2 separate regions of the Mus musculus genome follow, and region 2 is linked to region 1. Evidence: chromatin contacts called from public Hi-C data. All regions are on one chromosome and are shown on one strand. The core of a region is the stretch at or near the end of the contact, and the rest is flanking DNA. Distances in the headings are between cores, read along the strand shown.

Evidence for each region. Hi-C and Micro-C count contacts between places; a contact is called where the count stands out from the background.
Region 2: a contact with region 1 is called in a Hi-C map of the N1E-115 cell line, with 3 times the contacts expected there. The contact joins two enhancer-like sites. A contact is called at or near these places in 1 of 484 Hi-C or Micro-C datasets (the N1E-115 cell line), 1 of 115 datasets of contacts at active chromatin or transcription factors (fibro-adipogenic progenitors) and 2 of 9 other capture datasets (adipose tissue and embryonic stem cells).

Annotation. Positions count from the first base shown.
Region 1 is chr14:77,374,464-77,378,189 of GRCm38.p6, reverse strand. All of the region lies in intron 3 of Enox1 (ecto-NOX disulfide-thiol exchanger 1), which reads right to left. Among named protein-coding and RNA genes, the nearest start is that of Gm41217, 5.3 kb to the right of the region's middle. Within about 2 kb of position 2,024, at least 29 of the 459 cell types and tissues checked have an H3K27ac peak or open chromatin away from gene starts, as enhancers often do. A contact at or near this core is called in the N1E-115 cell line, where this site is marked.
Region 2 is chr14:77,621,741-77,625,466 of GRCm38.p6, reverse strand. All of the region lies in intron 13 of Enox1 (ecto-NOX disulfide-thiol exchanger 1), which reads right to left. Among named protein-coding and RNA genes, the nearest start is that of Gm52115, 27 kb to the right of the region's middle. Within about 2 kb of position 1,951, at least 8 of the 459 cell types and tissues checked have an H3K27ac peak or open chromatin away from gene starts, as enhancers often do. A contact at or near this core is called in the N1E-115 cell line, where this site is marked.

The DNA.
Region 1 (3,726 bases), core at 775-3,274:
GTAGTGCATCAGCGGCGAGGGAAGAAAAGCAGAAAGACAAAGAGCACAGCCCCCCTCAGGGCTGCACTTCCTAATTTGCAACTGGTAAATATGCATGAATCTGCTCCACTGCAGCTATGGATGACAGACTGCTTTCTGGAGAGAGCACAGAGCCCAGAAAGCAAAGTAGAGGATGGCTTGGTGTCACAATTGGCTTCCTCACCCAACTAATAGCTCTCAATCTTTCTACCACCCTCCACTTACATTGCTTAAATTACTGCCCTCTGGGTACCATTCCCTAAGATGAAAAGCACTTTGGCAGCGATGGACACTCACTGTGTGGCACCAAGTGTCCCGAAGCGAGTTCTCCCTGTATCAGAAGAGGTGAACAACAATAAATTTCACTAACCCTTTCATCATTCCTGTAGTCTCTGATGGTCCCAGGAAAAGATGCTAACAATTAAAACAAGTTTCTGGGCTTGCGGGTCTGGTTTTTTATTTGTCTTTTCTTACATTGAGTAAAAACCAAATTACCATTTGGCAGAGTGTTACCATAGAAATCACCCAACCCCTTGGGGTGTTGTCCTTAGTTATTGAGAAGGCATGGGGCAGACACACAATATTTTGACTCCCTTTTGCTTTGTACTTGCGGTGTTTAATTAGAATAGTTTTTCTTGGGATTTTAATTTACTGCGGCTCCCCCCCCACCTTGGGAAGTAAGAGCTCTGGTCTCAAGATGTGTTTAGAAGACTCACAGCTTCCTAACAACTGGCAGTGTTCATTTGTGATTAATTAAGGCTTTTGTTTTTTTAGTTGAACAAATATTTTCAAGCACTTAAATATTAGACAAGCTTGATGATAATTATATGTTTTTAAAAGTGCCCAGAAGTCTCAGAAAAGCCTGACAATCTTAAGAAAGGCAAATACACATCAAAAGTTAACTATCTAAAGATCTGGCTTGTGGTATAAAGGGTGACCAACAGAAGGGCCACCGATGTTTATGTGTCAACAGAGGGGGACATGGTTGATTTACAAAAGACTTCTCTATTATAATCTAGGATGTCTGGGAAGGACTCACAGGAAGGAGGTGGTTAGAGAACTGGCTGGTTGTGATTTGAGGAGATAAGGGGAGACAGGGACATATACTTCAATCAGAACAAGAAGCTCGTGGAAGCACATAGCCCAAATGAGAGAGAATTGACGACACAGATGATGGGTGGCTCTTCCCCCAACATCCAGGACAGTGGCGGAACCTTCTGAGCCTCAAGCCTCAAACTTCTTTCTCAGGATGGAAGCAGCATGCACAGTCCTGTGAATGCTATTCCAGCCCTGTGTCCCTGAACAGGCAGTGTAGTCAAATGAGACTTCACTTGTGACCAAGAGAAGATTCGGGGTTGGAGTGGGGGGGGTGCTCGCCTAAATGACTCTTCGACTCACAGGACGTCTGCTTATCATAGGAAGTGGCCTTCAGAAGAGCAAGAAGCAAGTCACCCCTTTAGGGAAGGGAATGCAGCAGGATGGGTATTTTGAGAAAAGAACTCCCTAGCAAGAGCAGGAATGACTGACGATGTAGACAAGGTCTCTTGCGTGGGAGGAGACGCGGCGGAAAAGAAGGGGTCATTGCTCCTTTTCAGGTGCAGCACCCAGCCTGCCTCATCCATCACTGGGAATGGCCGATTCCCAAGTCACTTCACAGCCAAGCACCTGCTGCCTTTGGCAGCCTTAAGGACAAGGCTCAAATCGGAAGTCTTGTTTTGTGGCTAGAGGTTCGGGAAGTCAAGAATGGCGAGAAGAATCAGTCCATGGCTGCTGGATCTAAACTAGTCAGCACTGGCATTCATCGACACTTTCTCTCTCTCCCGAATTATAAAGTTCAGGACAATTGAAGTCAGGTAGCCTACTGCAATATATCACGAGAATTAAGCTGGAAGTGGTGGGAGGAGACATCCCGCCCCCGTGAGAACTACATACGTGCCATGCTGCTTGGATGGCTGTGCTTGTGGTCCGTTCTGGGTGCTGGAAAACCAGCCTGGAGCTGAACGGCCCAGAGGACCACTCAAAGAGCCTACATAGTATCTTTTGCCAGGTGATCAGCTCAGTATGAATTTTGCTCGGTCATCTTCCTCTGCAAGTGACTTTCTGAAAACTGTGAGACTTTCAGCACAAAGACCACCGACCAAAATACTGATGACGCTGTTTGAACCAGCAAGGAGAAGTCCTCAGTCTCAACTATTCCTCTGGGTGTCCTTGTTCGAGCAGCAGTTAATTTGAAAACGATTAGCAGGCTGCTCGCTTCCTTGAGGCATGGCAAAGCTGGACCAGCGTCTCAGCCCTGTGCTCGGAGGGAGCCAGGATGTTTCTGGAATGGATCAAGGTTTGTGCTGGTGTCAGGGACAGCTCACTGCTTTCCTGCCAGACCACGATGAATCAGCCACCCACTTGCCCTAGCTGCTTCTGCAGACTTTCCTCGACTTATTGTTGCCTCTGTGACAGGAAGGCACTTCTAACTTTTCATCTGACATGAGCGGGACCATTCATTATATTTTCTCCACACCCACATTTATATGAGCGTTAAATTAATGATGGTAGCATAATTTAGATAGGAAGTCAAACAAAAGATATAGTGATTAATGAGAGATATATTTTTTATATGGAAGCTCCTATTTTTGACTTAAACTAGCAGACTTCTTTTTCAGTAGCCAGCCAATGGGGTCTTTAGGACTGACATTTCTTTTGATAAAAGTTTTTTTTCCTTTTTTTTTTTTTTTTAAAAAACCACTTATATTCTCTCCACAACAGGAGAAAGTTCTTCTTTCTTTCACCCCTCTGACTTATGCCCTTATCTCTGTAAACCACTTGGCTTCTATAACCAAAAGGATGCCACGTGTGGGGTAAAAATCTGATACCAGGGGCTTTGCCAGCACATTGCACTTCCCTCTCAGCTAAGTTTGGAACTCACATCTAGTGTGCTGGCCAGCGCCTGCAGAAACAGCTGGGCCAGAACAAGGGCACAGTCAATGGCTCTCAATGAGACATGGCCTCTGGCCTGCTGACCCCTCCAACATGCAAAGGACATGGGTCACAAAATACCCCCTCCAAACACAAGCACCCTTATTTAAGTCCCCCCACCCCAACCCCTATCCTGCCCCAATGCCACACACACTTTGATTTTTCAGTGCTAGGCCTCTTCTGGTAGGGTTTTGTTTTGTTTTTGTTTTTTAACTTTGGCTCTTTACAAACAGGGCTGGAACCCAGTGTTCTCCACATGGCTTCACTTTATGCAGGGCAGGGATAACAATATGCAGTCCGCAGGCCAACCGAACTCAGTGGATGGATCTCATGGAAATGAGTACTTACTTAAACCTGCTGCTGCTTGGGGGAGGGGTGTGTGTGAATTACCCCAATTCCAAGTAACTAACCATGAACAACAAACACAGCATGGGTCCTAACTGCAGAGAGCATATGGGTTGGCACCACAGCCTCACATGAGTTGGCAGGAGGAGAACCATAGAAAAGGAGCCACACCTACCTACCCTACCCACCCTACCTACCCTACCTACCCTACCTACCCGAGCAGAGCAGCATGGGAGGGAGAAGCATCCTGTGTGGACAAGCCTAGCAAAATGCAGGTTGGATGCAGGTTTTAATCCAGAAGTTTGATCTCTAATATAAATCATAACATCCTATGAATAGGACCGGGATAATTGTGAACTAGCTTTTGAGAAACACAAAATTTCTACAGCAAGA
Region 2 (3,726 bases), core at 702-3,201, 250 kb before region 1:
TCAGGGACCGAGTCTTAATTAGTCTTATAAGACGACGTTAGTAATTTCCCCTTTAATCTGGCACTTCCAGACAAAAGCCCTGGTCCCAGACACACTGTAAGGATTCAGTAAATGTTGTTAAATCTGTCACTGCTTTGTATTGTGACAATGCGTAAGATAATTCACAGAGGCAAGGAGCTGAGGCCAGGGAAAGGCGTGGTTTCCAGAATTACACAAACCATACTAGAAGAATCCGGTATGAAGATAAGATAGAAACTGGTCAGTAAGTCACTACGACAAGAAAGAAAGCTCATGTCTTGCCCTGCAAAGACTAGGCCAAATAGATCAGATTTCACCTCACGACTCATAATTACAGTAACTCAACAAGATCCATTATTGACTTCTTATATTTATTAAACAATTCAGCTTATTATTGGGGGCACAAAGACTCAATATTTGGTCCTTATTAGATTCAGAATATTGGGGAGAAGGGAAACATATTGCTCTCAAGACCTCCTCCAGCGCCAGCCTGCCCTGAGTGTGGGAACTGCAGTAAGATTGATATTGCCACGTGTGTTCTCCCTCAGACTTTTATTTTTAAGATATATTTAGAGGCATATCTCATAAAGAAAAACCCTGGGAGCAGGGAGACAGGGAGAGGCACTTCAATAAGCCCTGAAATTAGATGTTGAATCAATACACTGATGGCCTTGTGGGCTCTCCCGGGCCCTGGGGGCGGGGGAAAAAAGATGAGAAATCAAAGGGCAGCCGAAGAGGATGAGGATGGCAGCTCAGGTCCGCCATTGAGGGTTCGCGCATGCTCAGAGCTCAGAGTAGCCTTCCTTTTCCCGTTATTGCTCCAGAGACTTAGGAGACAGAGCACTGGCGGTGACTCTGTGTGTGTGTGTGTGTGTGTGTGTGTGTGTGTGTGTGTGTGTGTGTGTGTTTCATCCACCCCTAGCATTTCTTCAAATCATTTCTTCTTTCTGCCTACACCCAGATAGTAGACTCTCCAAGGAAATAGCACTCAAGCAGACGAGGGATGGTGACAACTTCCTGAACAGTTATTTTTGTTAGAATGGACTTAAAAACAGTTTGCTGGGTCCAGTACTGAGCCTGATACCTGGTTAACTTTTTTGTGATTCATAATGTAAAAGTCAATATTCATTACAGTATTATTAATGTAACACACGTGCCTCTCATAGTCATTTTCAGAGTACACAAAGAGGAAAGAACAAAAATCATTTATAAAGAAAAAAAAACAAATTGTAATCTTTTACAGATACTAAATATTTTCACCCATTTCCCTATAGATCTCCTCATAGCATATAAATTGTGAACATAATGCATATATAAGCATGTATTTGGAGTTGTTCACATATGCCATTTTGTAAGTGTTTTTAATCACTTGGCAACTATTCTGAGAACTTTCTATTGTGCCATTTAAAATCTCTCAGTCATGATTCTTTTCCCAAGTCTGATCTGATATAGCATTAAACAATAGTCTAGTATAGTGTATATAATAATATAATGAGATATTTAAAATTCTTAAAGTAATTCTGGGCAATGGGAATGTATACAACTGCCTTAAGCTATGCAGACTCAAGGCAGCCCAGGTGGAAATCCAGGGTTTTGGGACACAGACACTGGAGACCCAGGAAAGACTCACTGTGGGACTTACAATGTCCTGCTGGATGCACTGTGGTTAACACTCTGCCTTGCAACTGTTGCCTTAGATCTGTTTCTTTCTACTTCTCTGCTAATGTTTGGAGTTTAAATCAAAAAGTTTTCTTCCTCAAAAAACTTCTCAGTAGGTTTGACACATTGCATCCTTAGACGGGGCAGCACAGCTACTGATCATGAGTCTGTTCCAAGTATCAGAACTACTCAGTGATGTACAAGGGAAACATCTCAAAGCTATGGAACACTTCATGTAATAACAATTAATAGGCTGCTTTAAACATCAATTGCCAGGGCTTCGAAGTACAAGATAAGTATGTGATGGCAAGGGGGATTTCTGAAGAAGAGGAAGAAAATAGTCACTTCTTTCAAGTCCCTTTTTCATTAGTAGGTGGTTACCTGGTCAGGATGATGTCTGGTCCGGGTCTAATAACTTGATGCCACCAACTGTACTTAGATGAACAATGGAACCTCAAAGCAGAAGGGGATGAGGGCACTGATACCTGTCAGCACATCCCAGTGCTAAAATGTTAGGAACTGTACGCTCTAATATGGTGTCATATTGATTCCTTTGGCCAATGTCCCACTCTTATTGACAGCCTGGAAGCCACCCTTTTAAGATTTTAGATGGAGAGACACAGAAGAAAATCAATGGATATGAACTTTTCATTAGTAACTGGCCTACACAGCTACAGCTTCTCGGCCACATTCACATTTAATGGGTCTGAACCATGGTCTTGGGAGGGGTGTGCCAGGAATCAGGCCTCAAGAACCTCCAGGTGTTTACTGTGACCAAAGACTCACGGTAGCCTCACCTCCCAATGATTCAGGAGAAGCAGCTCATAAGCCAATGCAGAACATATACTTGCTCTGTATTTTTTGTTTGGTTTGGTTTTTTGTTTGTTTGTTTGTTTGTTTGTTTTTTTGAGACAGGGTTTCTCTGTATAGCCCTGGCTGTCCTGGAACTCACTTTGTAGACCAGGCTGTCCTGGAACTCAGAAATCCACCTGCCTCTGCCTCCCAAGTGCTGGGATTAAAGGCGTGCGCCACCACCGCCCGGCGCTCTGTATTTTTTTATGTCATTAACATATATGAAGGTTTTTAAAAGACCCAAATAATGTAAAATTGAATCTACTGGGATTTACAAACTACAATATACAGTTGTGCTACATAGAAGGACAAAAGAAAATTAGAAATTTTTTCCATAGCACTGTAACAACTGTATTTTCATCCTTAGCCACTTGCCTTCCTTACAGGACTATATTTTGTTTTTGAACAATATATAGTGAACAATAGCTTTGTGTTTAAAAACTGCTAGATGCTCTTAAGGTGAGGGTGGTGAGCTAACGTGCTGACAGCATCTTCTTTGAGCATCTCCTAAAATCCCAGGTGAGCGAGCCCTTGCTGGCACAGCTAAGAACTGGTTCCCATTTCACAATCAGGCTTTTCCACTTACTGCTTACAGAGTAAAGGCTGAGATCAGTGACTAATTTGAGGGAATCTACAAACTCACCAAGACTCTGTCATCTAACCCCTTCCAGAGTTATTCTGATAGTTTTTTCCAGAAGTTGTGAAGACTACCCTTAAACTCCAAAGACATTCTGTGTTAATTTTGCCCAAACTGGAGCTGAAAACATATTTTAACATCCTGTCAGAAGGAGATACTAAGAGTCGATAAAATGACACTCCAGTAGATGTAAATTTAGACTGCTGTTACAAGCCCCTGCCTGGCTCCAGGAGGTGTTAGGTTGCTATAGTATTTTCCATAGCAACTTTGCATCTTATTACATAAATATTCCCTCAGTGTCCTCAGAGCCTGCTAAGGAAGTGGGTGAAGTCTCTCTCATGTGACAGTTCTCTTCTGAGCCTTGCTTAACACTATGAGGTACCCCCAAATCACAGTAAGCCATAATGAAGATGATGGTGTTCTGGGAAGTTGAGAAGCATTGGGGTTCTGCGGGCTGTATGCAGGCAGTGAGGCTGAGACCTTGTCTGAATTCAAGCATCCTTGGCTCTCCATTTCAGACAACCATTTAACTTTCCCCATTCCTTTCTTTTGCCTGGCAG